Regions from separate parts of the Mus musculus genome. Here all the other regions are linked to region 2. The links are chromatin contacts, called in public HiCAR-type maps. All regions are on one chromosome and are shown on one strand. The core of a region is the stretch at or near the end of the contact, and the rest is flanking DNA. Distances in the headings are between cores, read along the strand shown.

The links. HiCAR-type assays count read pairs that join an accessible place to other places.
Region 1: a HiCAR-type map of astrocytes shows a contact between it and region 2, with 2.4 times the contacts expected there. The contact joins the promoter of Itgb1 here to the promoter of 2610044O15Rik8 in region 2. A contact is called at or near these places in 1 of 39 promoter capture datasets (pre-B cells), 1 of 484 Hi-C or Micro-C datasets (embryonic stem cells) and 8 of 115 datasets of contacts at active chromatin or transcription factors (the 230-238 cell line, astrocytes, bone marrow-derived dendritic cells and 5 more).
Region 3: a contact with region 2 is called in a HiCAR-type map of astrocytes, with 2.7 times the contacts expected there. The contact joins the enhancer-like site here to the promoter of 2610044O15Rik8 in region 2. A contact is called at or near these places in 2 of 39 promoter capture datasets (the 3T3-L1 cell line and stem cell-derived epiblast-like cells), 1 of 15 datasets of contacts at CTCF or cohesin (large pre-B cells), 1 of 484 Hi-C or Micro-C datasets (cortical neurons) and 10 of 115 datasets of contacts at active chromatin or transcription factors (the 230-238 cell line, the NIH/3T3 cell line, astrocytes and 5 more).

What each region holds. Positions count from the first base shown.
Region 1 is chr8:128,684,286-128,687,749 of GRCm38.p6, forward strand. It overlaps Itgb1 (integrin beta 1 (fibronectin receptor beta)), which reads left to right and starts at 1,369. Exons shown (of 16, transcript NM_010578.2): 1 at 1,369-1,674.
Region 2 is chr8:129,232,408-129,235,726 of GRCm38.p6, forward strand. It overlaps 2610044O15Rik8 (RIKEN cDNA 2610044O15 gene), which reads right to left and starts at 1,639. Exons shown (of 5, transcript NM_153780.3): 1 at 1,498-1,639. The coding sequence starts at 1,500.
Region 3 is chr8:128,653,068-128,656,854 of GRCm38.p6, forward strand. No RefSeq gene overlaps it. Among named protein-coding and RNA genes, the nearest start is that of Gm26002, 4.0 kb to the left of the region's middle. Within about 2 kb of position 1,599, at least 341 of the 459 cell types and tissues checked have an H3K27ac peak or open chromatin away from gene starts, as enhancers often do. A contact at or near this core is called in the NIH/3T3 cell line, astrocytes, bone marrow-derived macrophages and 5 more, where this site is marked.

The DNA of each region.
Region 1 (3,464 bases), core at 119-2,618, 550 kb before region 2:
CAGGGTAAATGGCTGTGGGTGTAATTGGACCTCATGCTTCTGCCACTACAACTTTCTTGTTGAGATGGACTGTACCGTGTAACTGTGAGCTAAAATAAATTCTTTCATTAAGTTGCTTTGTCAGTTATTGTGCCCCAGTAGTGAGACAAGTAATTAGAACAATGTTCATGCATTTTACATAGCTAAGTAACTGCCCATCTCTTAACATTTTTATGAATTCAAGTATAGCTACATTTCTGAGCAATTATGGAACTTATTAATTTCTATTTTCTTCAAAGTTTATGACTTGTACATGTAAATTGGTATTCCTCTGACAGCTTAGGTTGAGTCCTGGGAGAGCAGCACAAACACTATTTTGTGTGTGTGTGTGTGTGTGTGTGTGTGTGTGTGTCGATCTTGTGGTAGATTGTTCCCTCCTCAAGTCACACGAATGAAAGCTCACACAGTTCAGGCCAAGCATTGATAAAGTATGTTTATAAAGCTGTTTCTTGTGCAGAGACTGGGCTAATGGTTTAACTCAAAGTGGTAAGATCAATACCTTTAAAGGCAACGAACGTCACTGAGCTTTACCGCTGGGCTGCCGATGCAGACGTAGCCTTTTAAGTTCAGTCATTTACTAATTAGAAAAACGATGCTCATTTATTAAAATTTTAGTTAAACAATACATTTGATTTGCTCATGGGCAACATATAACTTTTCCATAGTGATTAATCTTTTTTTTTTTTTTTGGCATCCCAGTTTTACTCTTCCAGAACAGAAACACTATTTCTTGGGTTCATAAACCCGGCAATGAAAGCTGTCTTTACGGCTGGGTGCCCTGCTCCTCCTGGCAGCCCACACTCTTCGGGTAAGCTGATGGCACCTGCTGTCCCACAGCTTTCAGTATGACGAGGCAAGTCCAAGTTTCAAGCTTCTCATTTAGATTTTGAGACTGGCTACTTTTCAATTCTTTTTCCAGAAAAGAGAAAGCAAGTGCGCAAACATAACATTTTTCCTTTTTGTGCTTGGCCACCCAGATAGAAAATTGAGCAAATGCGGCGCCAAGGAGCGCAGGGTGGCACAGCAAGGGTGGAGCGGGAGTCTGCAATCTTAGGGTGACGGGGCGGGTCCGAGGGCTGCCTGCAGAACACCCGATCCTTCTTGTCCCCTCAGCCCACAGAGAGGTCTGGCTCGGGATCCCAGGGACCGGACACAGACTGCGGCTGGGCTTTCCAGCCGGGCGGCCGGCGCCCTCGGTGGTTCAGCGCGGTACCCCAGGCAGAAAGGGCCGAACGACCGAGCTCCTTTGTCTGCACCCTGCCCCACCTTCCTTCTTCCTGCCGCCTCCCCCTCCTTTTCAGGCGCGGCTGACGCGGCGCGGAGGAATGCGTTTCCGGAGGGAGAGAAAAGCCGGGCAGCCCGGGAGAAAGAGCTTCGCGGCGGGGGCGGGGCGGGGCGGCTTCCTGAGGGACAGGCGGGCCGAGTCTCCGCCCACTCGCTGAAGAGCCGCCAGACCCGCGGAGCGGCCGAGGCCCGCCGACGCCACCCGAGACCAACCGAGAAGCCGAGGCCCGCCGACGCCGGCCCGAGACCCTCCGAAAGGCCGAGGTCCGCCGACACCGACCCGAGACCCTCCGAGAGGCGGAACGCGGCGGAGCCCGGGCCGCCCGCGTGTCGGGCGGACGCTGCGAAAAGGTAAGGCCGCGGGCGTGTGGACGTGCGGGCGTGGGCTCCGGGCAACTCGGGCTAACCAGGCGTGTCTCTGCGGCCTGGGCCGGGTGGAGTCCGGTTTTAGGGACCGCGGCGCTCGGCCTCGTTCGGCTGCAGCTCCCCGCCCCGCCCGGCCTTGTCCTAAGGGAGGGTCGCGAGCCCAGTCTGTCACACCGGGGCGTGGCGGGGTTCAAGGGTGGGTACGACAGGGATCTGGGTGCCGCTGACCTTAGAGGGGTTCGGTCCGTCGGTGCCCAGCGGGCGCCTTTCCCCAGCGCGGCGCGGGACCCTGGGAACCAGGCCGCAGCGCCCGTGGTCCGCGAGGCGGTGCCCACCCGGGGCCTCGTGGAGTGTGGCTGCCTACCCTTTCTCGTGCCTCCTAGTGACAGGCTGGGTTAATGACCGCGCTGATCCCGAATGCCACAGTGAATTTGAACTTTTAATTTGAAACCTAGTAATAACTAGTAATAAATTATCCTATTTCCGTTTCCTCATCTTTAAAAGAGAAAAGGAGTTCCTACACTAATTATAGTAATTCTTGTGACACGAGGGTCAGACCCAGCTCCCAGCATGTAAACTCCCAGCATGTACTGACCTCACTGCAGAACCCTGATCCTGATCCATGGTGGTATTGGGACTGCCTATCTCATTTTACAAAGGAAGAAACTGAGGTGCAGGAGTTTTAAGTAATTTGGAGAGTTCATGGGCTCACCTCCAGAGCCTATATTTGAACTTTAAGTAACCTAACTAATGTAAAATAAAGAAGGCATTTTGTGTGTGTGTGTGTATGTATATGTATGGCAAGAGGAATCCAGGGCAATGCCTCAAAAAAAAAAAAAAAAAAAAAAAAAAAGAAAAGAAAAAAAAAGAAAAGAAAAAAAAGAAAAGGACACAGTAGGTAGTGAAATGTAAAACCACAACTTAGACAACAATGCTTCATATACATTAATTACTTTTCATTGCTTTTGCTATGTTAAAAAAAATCTACAAACTTCTCAGAATGTTTTGGTAGTATTAGGAAAGTCTCCTGGATATGCCATTCCACTTGGGTATGAAGAGGATAGTATGACTTAAGGTTTTTATTTTTTAATGGTGGTTGTTGCTTGCATAGGACAGAAATAAATGTTAGATGAATTCTGATTAGATTTCTTTTTTAAATCGCACACAGCCATTACAGTAGGTCATATCCTAGATAACCTGTAGAATGGACTAAGAAATTTTAGTTTAGAGTTACCTCTTGCATACTGATGGACATCAAGGCCCGAAGGGAAGGACTGACATCAGAATCTTAATATATGATATGATATCCAAGTTTATGAGGAATTTTGATTCATTCAACCATGGTTAATGATCAGAAATGATAGAATGACAAATAGAAAACGGATGAAACACTGGCATGTTGTATATAGGCACTTGGGGAGAGTAGAAGATACTAGAACTCTAGTTTTTATGTGAGTAGAAAGCAGTTTCTAGCTTATCTGTTGAATTTACAGGCCTGCAGTTGAAGAATCTGTTGTTGAGGATATGAAGTTCAGTATTAAGATGGTTTCTTTAATTTTAATTTATAATTATTTGCATGTGGGAATGTATGCCGAGCATAGGTGGAGGTTAGAGGATACATTTGTGAGGTTTCTTCTTTTCTTCCACTATCATGTGGATTTCAGGGATTGAATTCAGGTTGCCCAGCTTGGGTAAGCATTTTCATGTGTTGAGCCATCTCACTGTTTGAGGTTGTTTCCTTTTTTTAAGGCTTTGATTTGTTTATTTTATGTGGG
Region 2 (3,319 bases), core at 389-2,888:
TCCCAAGGATATTCCTGGCTTTAGAAAAGGAGCTCTATTTTATTCTCAATACATTGTAGCCATAGCAAAAGCTCCCAAGGCCTAGGCCCCAGTCCATTATTGGCTCTGCCAAGTATGTTCCTGGATTTGAGAAGGAGTTGTCATTCTTTATTCATGAGGGCTTTAGGGAAAGACTTACTTGATAAGGCTAGCCCTCCATACAACAGTGTTTCTTTCTTTCTTTCTTTCTCTCTCTCTCTCTCTCTCTCTCTCTCTCTCTCTCTATTTCTTCTTAATTGTTTTATTTATTTACATTCCAAACATTGCACCACTATCTGGTCCCCCCTCTCAGGATGTTTTACCTATTCCCCCTTCCCTTTGCCTTTGAGACCATGCTCGATCACCCCATCTCCACTCCTCTCATCCACTCACCCACCACCACCTCACCTTCCCCATTCTCCTTCCTTAGGGCATCATGTCTCTACAAGATTAGGTGTATAGTCTCCCACTCAGTACAGGCAATGCAGTCCTCTGCTACATATGTTCCTGGGACCATGGGCCAGCCCATGTATGCTCTTTGGTTGATGGCTTAGTCTTTGTGAACCACGAGGGATCTGGGTTATTTGATTCCCCTAACTCTTCCATAGGGGTCCCTGACTGGAGTCCATTGGTTTGCTGTAAGTATCTGCATCTGTCTCAGTTGCTGATAGAGCCTCTCAGAGGACAACCATGCTCGGCTCCTGTCTGCAAGCACATAGGTGTTTTTCCTTCTCAAATGGATGTCAACCAGTGTAGTCTTTCCCATGTGGCAGAACTATGCTTTTCCCAATTAGAAAATGGGGATTTCAGGCACACCAGTCCTTAATGTTGGTTGTGACTCTAATGACAGATTGAGCAGCTTGTTACAGACCTGCTTTTTGCTATGAGCATGTGCCAAGTGGCTGGTTGTACAACACAGTTGCCTCCTTTGTTATGGTTTGGAGCCAGATGTTTAGACAAACCTGGTGAGCAAACATGTGAATCCTAGCTTCCTAGTCTCTAACCGGCCTGCTTATCATACTAATCTGTGGGGTGTTTTTGATGCAGTCCTCCATCAGCTAAATGCTACTTACTGTCATTATTTCCTAAGCTTGGTAAATCCTTTACATCATCAATTCTACTCTTCTACATCTCAGCTTAATATGGGAGTGCTATCCAACACATGAGATGCCTTTTAACAGCTCTACAAAATTAACTACAAATGGATCTTACACCTAATAGATAAATGCTAAGGGCAAAACTTATATAAGATTCAAGAGAAACTAGGGCTCTCCAAGTTTGGCATCTTGCTCGTGATATTTCTACAAGCAAGCCCCTAGTCCAAATGTTTTTAGATTCAGCCCTGATACTGATGTTATTCAGAGTTCACCGCCTGTTTTAGCAAGTGAGGAGCATCCAGCCCAGAGAAGATCCACCACCTCAGCTCGCACTGCTCAGCCACCCGCCCCTGCCCATTATAGACAGTAACCCTGCGCTTACCATGTTTCAAAAACGGAGCTTACTTGAGGTCCCCTCAAAGCACCCAACAACATCGCTCAAAGCAGGATACAGAGAACCATTCAAGCCCGCACTGCCAAAACAAATTTCTAGCAAGGCAGCCGAAGAACCCGCCTCATTGTCTGACTGGCAGTTCCGCAGGGGAGCCTTGATTGGCCAGTGAGCCTTACCCCTCCTCTAGGTTAAAGTGTGCTTCCTGTCCCGGGCCAGACCTTTTACAGATCCCGGGAGTGGTTTGCATTCCGGTAGCATTTGTGTCTGTCCACCAAGTTTGGCATCTTGCTCGTGATATCTCTCGTCCCATGCAGCCCTGGAAGAGGACCCACCGTTGCAGCTCCGGCCATCCGCCTGCTTCTCCCCTTTGTGGGCAGTGATCTCACACTCACCATGTCTCAACTTCGGAGCTTGTTTGAGGTCCCCTCACAGCACCCAATCAGGACGGAAAGAACCATTCAAGCCTGCACAGCCGAAACAAACATGCAGCAAGCCACCCGGAAGAACCCTCCTCATTGTCTGACTGGCAGGTCCGCCTGGGGGCCTTGATTGGCCAGTGAGTCTTACCCCTCCTCAAGGTTAAATAGAGTTTCCAGTCCTGGGTCAGACCTTTTCCAGATCTCAGGTCTGACTTGCACTCCAGTAGCTTTTGTGCCTATCCTCCAAGCCGTGGGAGAGGACACAGCATTTCAGCTCAGGCTCTTTAGCCGCCTGCTCCTCCCCTTTGTGGGCAGTGATCCTGCACTCACCATGACCTCCTTCGTAGCTTGCTTGAACTTTCTTCACAGCACTTCCCCTTCTTGAAGGTATCTGATAGCCTGTTACTGAACTTGGAGTGCAGGTATCAATCTGGCCCACCGGTGGAAGGATGCCCAGGATATTAACATTAAAGAGGATTTTAGGAAACAAGAGTTTTGTTTTGTGGCTTCATGCTGGGCTCAGGGAAACTGCAGCTCCTTTTCACCAAAAAGGTATGAAACAACCTTGGGAGAAAACCAGAAAACATGACAAACAGTAGAGCACTATTGTTAGCCAGCACATCTTCCTCAGTGGCAAGGTGGAGAAAAACCACAGTTGTCTTAGTATAGAAAAACGTACCTCATCTCATAGGATTAATTTCTCTGTGTATGTAGAAAGGGGATTTAATAGAATGTCTTACAGACAGTGGTCCTCCTAGTCCAATAATAGCTGAGCAGATTCATTGCCAAGGGAAAGTAGAAAAATCAAGGACTTGTTGAGTTCACATTGCTTGATATCTCAGTGGATCTTGAGTACTTCCCAGAATTCTGAAGAAATAAGTACTTACTAATGCCAGTTTCAAAACAAAACAAATGAATGAATAAACAAAACACCTTGCTAAAAAATGTAGGGAAGGAAGTAGACAATTTGAAAGAACTTCCCTGTTTAATATCCAGTAAAGCCTCACTAAAAACAAATAAATATACAAGCACAGGACTTGTGTCTTATCTTCTAAATTAAACAACAACCATCTTCATACCTTCAGCTTCATTGAATTAAAATAACCACAGCAGGACTTTTTAAATTTTACTAAATCTAAAACAAACAAACAAACAAAAAAACCAGGACATGCCTGGCCAGTACTTTTAAAAGGTAGAAGGGGGATAACTACTTATGTGAAATTGTCTCCATACATACTGAGTAAGGCATTTTTTTAAAGATTTTTTTTTATGTCTATGAATATACTGTTGCTGTCTTCAGACACACCAGAAGAAGGCGCTGGATTTTATTACAGATGGTTTCGAGCCTCCATGTGCTTACTGGGAATTGAACTCAGGTCCTCTGGAAGAGC
Region 3 (3,787 bases), core at 349-2,848, 580 kb before region 2:
CAAAGGTGCCAGGGACTGCAGCTAAGTCGTATGACTTGCACCTGACTTCCTCATATAAGCCACAAACATCTTGAGAGCTGCGCAGGTGTACCAGGATACTGGTGAATCCATTTTGATGGAGATATGCCCCTGCTGCCCTGATTAGCTGAAGCTGCGTGCCTGGTGAGGTGGCGTGGCCTGCTGTGCGTGGATGGGAACTGAGAGTATAAAAGAGTGAGAGGCCCAGGGTTGGGGGGGGGGGGGGAGATATAAACAAGGGAGATATATAAACAAGGGAGATATAAACAAGAAGAAACAGGACTGAATAAACGTGTGCAGAAGGATCCTGTTGCAGCATTGTTCTTCCTGGCCAGTTGAGCGCGCGCAAGACAGCTGAGCTTAAGTTTTATGTTTTCACCAATAAGGAATTCTGGAAGGGAATAGATAATGAAGGCCATGACTGTGGTGTTATAAAATGAGGCCAGGTTGGTTATAGTGCAGTAAATAATCTGTCACCTTTGCTTCTCTGCATATGTGTAGGTGCTCGTGTGTATGCACGTATATATGGGGGGCTTAGGTTGATGTTGGGGTCTCTCTCATCTTATGTTTTGAGACAGGATCTCTCACTGAACTCGAAGCTCATCAATTTGGCTAGGCTGGCTGGCCCCAGGAACCCTGTTTTCATTTCCTGTGGTTGCAGGCATCTGCCATCATACACAGCTTTACCAGGGCACTGCAGACTGAATAAAGTCCTCATGCTTGCAAGGCAAGTAAGTGCTTTTCCTGACTGAGCTGTCTCTCTGTCATGATCAACTTCTGCTTGTCAGAGTAAGGGCATATCTGGGTGGGAAGGGCAGCAGGGCTATTCTAGTGAAGAGGGAAATCAGGCTGAAAGGCCCTGTGGGAGGGCTCTACCAACCTCAGAACTGCCTTGGTTTCCCTGTCAAAGTTTTGGTTTGTTTTTGTTTTCCCCAGCACTGACTGGTGCAGGCAAGGCAAACACTACCATGGAGCTACATTCCTAGGTCTCTTTTTACACTTTTTAGTTTCAGTCTCACTAAGTAGTTCTTGTTGGCCTGGAACTCAACTCCATAGCCCAAGTTGATTGGCCTTGAATTTGCGATTCCATTGGCTCAGTCTCTACTGGGATTCCACACAGGCTTGTTTCATTGGGCCAGTTTAAGCATTTTTTTTAAAACCAAATAACCAGGAAAAGTATTTTCAAGGATGATGAGATCATTTTCAAAAGACGTCCTAGTCACACGCATTTCCTTTAAGCTTCTTGTGATTTGGTGATTCCGAATGGCCTTTGCTTTTCTGGGGTCAGTCTCACTAGGGAACAGAGGAAGCTTTAATTCCGGGACTAATTAACCAGCTGGGTTCTGCGCTACTCTCCAACATCCTGGAACTTCCTCTCTCTTGCTCCTTGTATGAGTGTGTGTGTGTGTGTGTGTGTGTGTGTGTGTGTGTGTGTGTGTGTGTGTGTGTGTGTGTGTGCAATTCCATGTTTACAGCTAAGCCACGTGACCCTGGACAAACCCTCCATCTGTGGGCCTGAGAGCCTCGCAAATACCGCTACTGGCTGAGCGGTCAGGAGGAACTAGCACACTGGCTGGAATAAGGGCGCGGCGCGGTGCTGCGATGGCAGCTTCACTACTGTGCAGCAGGCGCCTGTCAGGCTGGCTACTTCTCAGCAGTACTCAGAGCTTGCATCGCTACAGCTGCCTTAACAATAACCCTCCCAGTTGGTAACAGAGAAGACTGCAGCCAGTGTCAGAAAGTTTATGTTAGGGTGATGTCACTTTCCAGCCTTCCCGGGAAGCTAGTGGCTTATGCTAGTGAGCAGTATTACCATATATAGAAAGAAAACAGCCTGGTGGAAGGGGGATGGGAGGGGTGGGGAGACTGAACGGGAAGAGAAGAAGCAGCGGATAGAGAAGCCTGAGCCAGCTGCCATCTGTAGGAGACTGGGCCCCAGGGTCAGGAGGAAGTCAGTTCTGGGCTGAAGGCATTCTACTAACTGATAGGGGCTATGATGAAGGCAGGCTAGAAAAGGGAACCTCACAAATGTCAGCATACCCAGAAAACCCAATTGCCAGAAGGGTGGTAAACAGTTACTAAATTTTGGGAGAACTGATGCAAAAGGCTTTCCACACCTTAAAAATGAAAGGTTGACATTACTATATTTTATATTTTCTTTCCTTTTTTTTTTTTTTTAATCTTTTCCAGGGTCAAGAATGCATCCATGTCCTGGTAGGTGCTAGGCAAGTGCACTACCATGCAGCTATATGCCCAGCCTGCTTGCCCCAACCCCATATAAATAATTAGAACACTCAGCTGGAGAGTTGCTGAAGTCTATTGTAGCAAGAAGGCTAAGGTAGGAGGATCAAACATTGCAAGTTCCAGGTCAGTATGGACTACAGAGTGAGACTATCTAAAATAAAAATAATAGGAAAAGCTTATGATCTTAAACAAAATTCTCTATGACTAACATACATTGCTAAAAATTAAAAAGCAAACTCAGTTACAGGCCACACCTGAGGCAGCCTAGCTGACAGGGAGAAATCTGAATTTTGTTTGGTTTGGTTTTCGAGCCAGGGTCTGTTATAGCTCAGGCAGGTCTCAACCTCACTGTCTTGAACTTCTGAACCTCTGACTACATCTCCTAAGTGCCGTGATCATATGCAGGTTCCAAGAGGTAGAGACTTGACTACGTAACAAAGGCTCTAAAGTGTTGCTGTTTATTCCTACTGGTCATTTTTGTTAACATGGGCACACTATACACCCTCACTTTCCAGGCATAAAGTCTGCACCATCCTCTCTGGGGTTGTAGCACTCTATTCCGTGGTTATAACGTAAAGCTTTTGAACTTCTTATAAGAAATATATTCTTAGCTTTTAAATGTTTTCATCACATAATACTATTACCTGATGACCAGTATTTAAGTATATGTTGTCTATTATTACCAGATGATAATAAATATATAAGTGATTAATAGGGAGGATTTAAAATACTAACTAGAATGAGTCTATCACTTATTCTTAGGTTCCATGAAAATGGGAGAAAGGGGGCTGAGGATGTAGGTCTGGTGGTAGAGTTCTTGCCTAGTACACATGAAGCCCAAAGTTTGATCCCTAGCACCACATAAAGCAGGCACAACAGCATGTATCTGTAATCCCAGCACTCAGCGTTGGAGAAGCAAAGACAAGAGCTAAGACTCATCATCAGTCCCGTGGGGAGGAGCATCCAGCCTGGGCACAGGAGACCCCATCTCAGGAGAAGACAAGAAAAACAGAACCCTCCATCATCTGGCTTAGGCGTGTGATAGAAGCAATGACTACTATGCCTTTCATGCCCATATCTCCTAGGTTTCTGCCTGTTTCTAAGCAATCTTGAGCATGCTCAGTAAAGCACACAGACATAAAGAGTGGTCAGGGCCTCCTTGGGCCCCACACTGATTCCAACATGACCTTTCTAAAATGTAGGCCTCCCAGCTTGATGCTAAGAGGAATGGCAGGAAAAGAGCTGATTTAGTAAGAAAGGTTGATGCTCAATAACAGGATTAAGGCCTGAGTCCATGAACTTCAATCTGATCTCTCCCCCCTCTACCTTCTACTATGCAAGAATAAGGTGCTCCTTCTGCTCTTAAGGGTACAGTTACAGGGTGCCACCTTGGAAGACCTCACTGGACAACTTAACTACCTGCTCTAGACAAAAAAAAAAAAAAAAAAAAAAAAAAAAAAAAAAAAAATCTGTTTACTAATTCCCCAGTTTATAATGTTCTTTTGCAACTCGAGTTTGCCTGCCA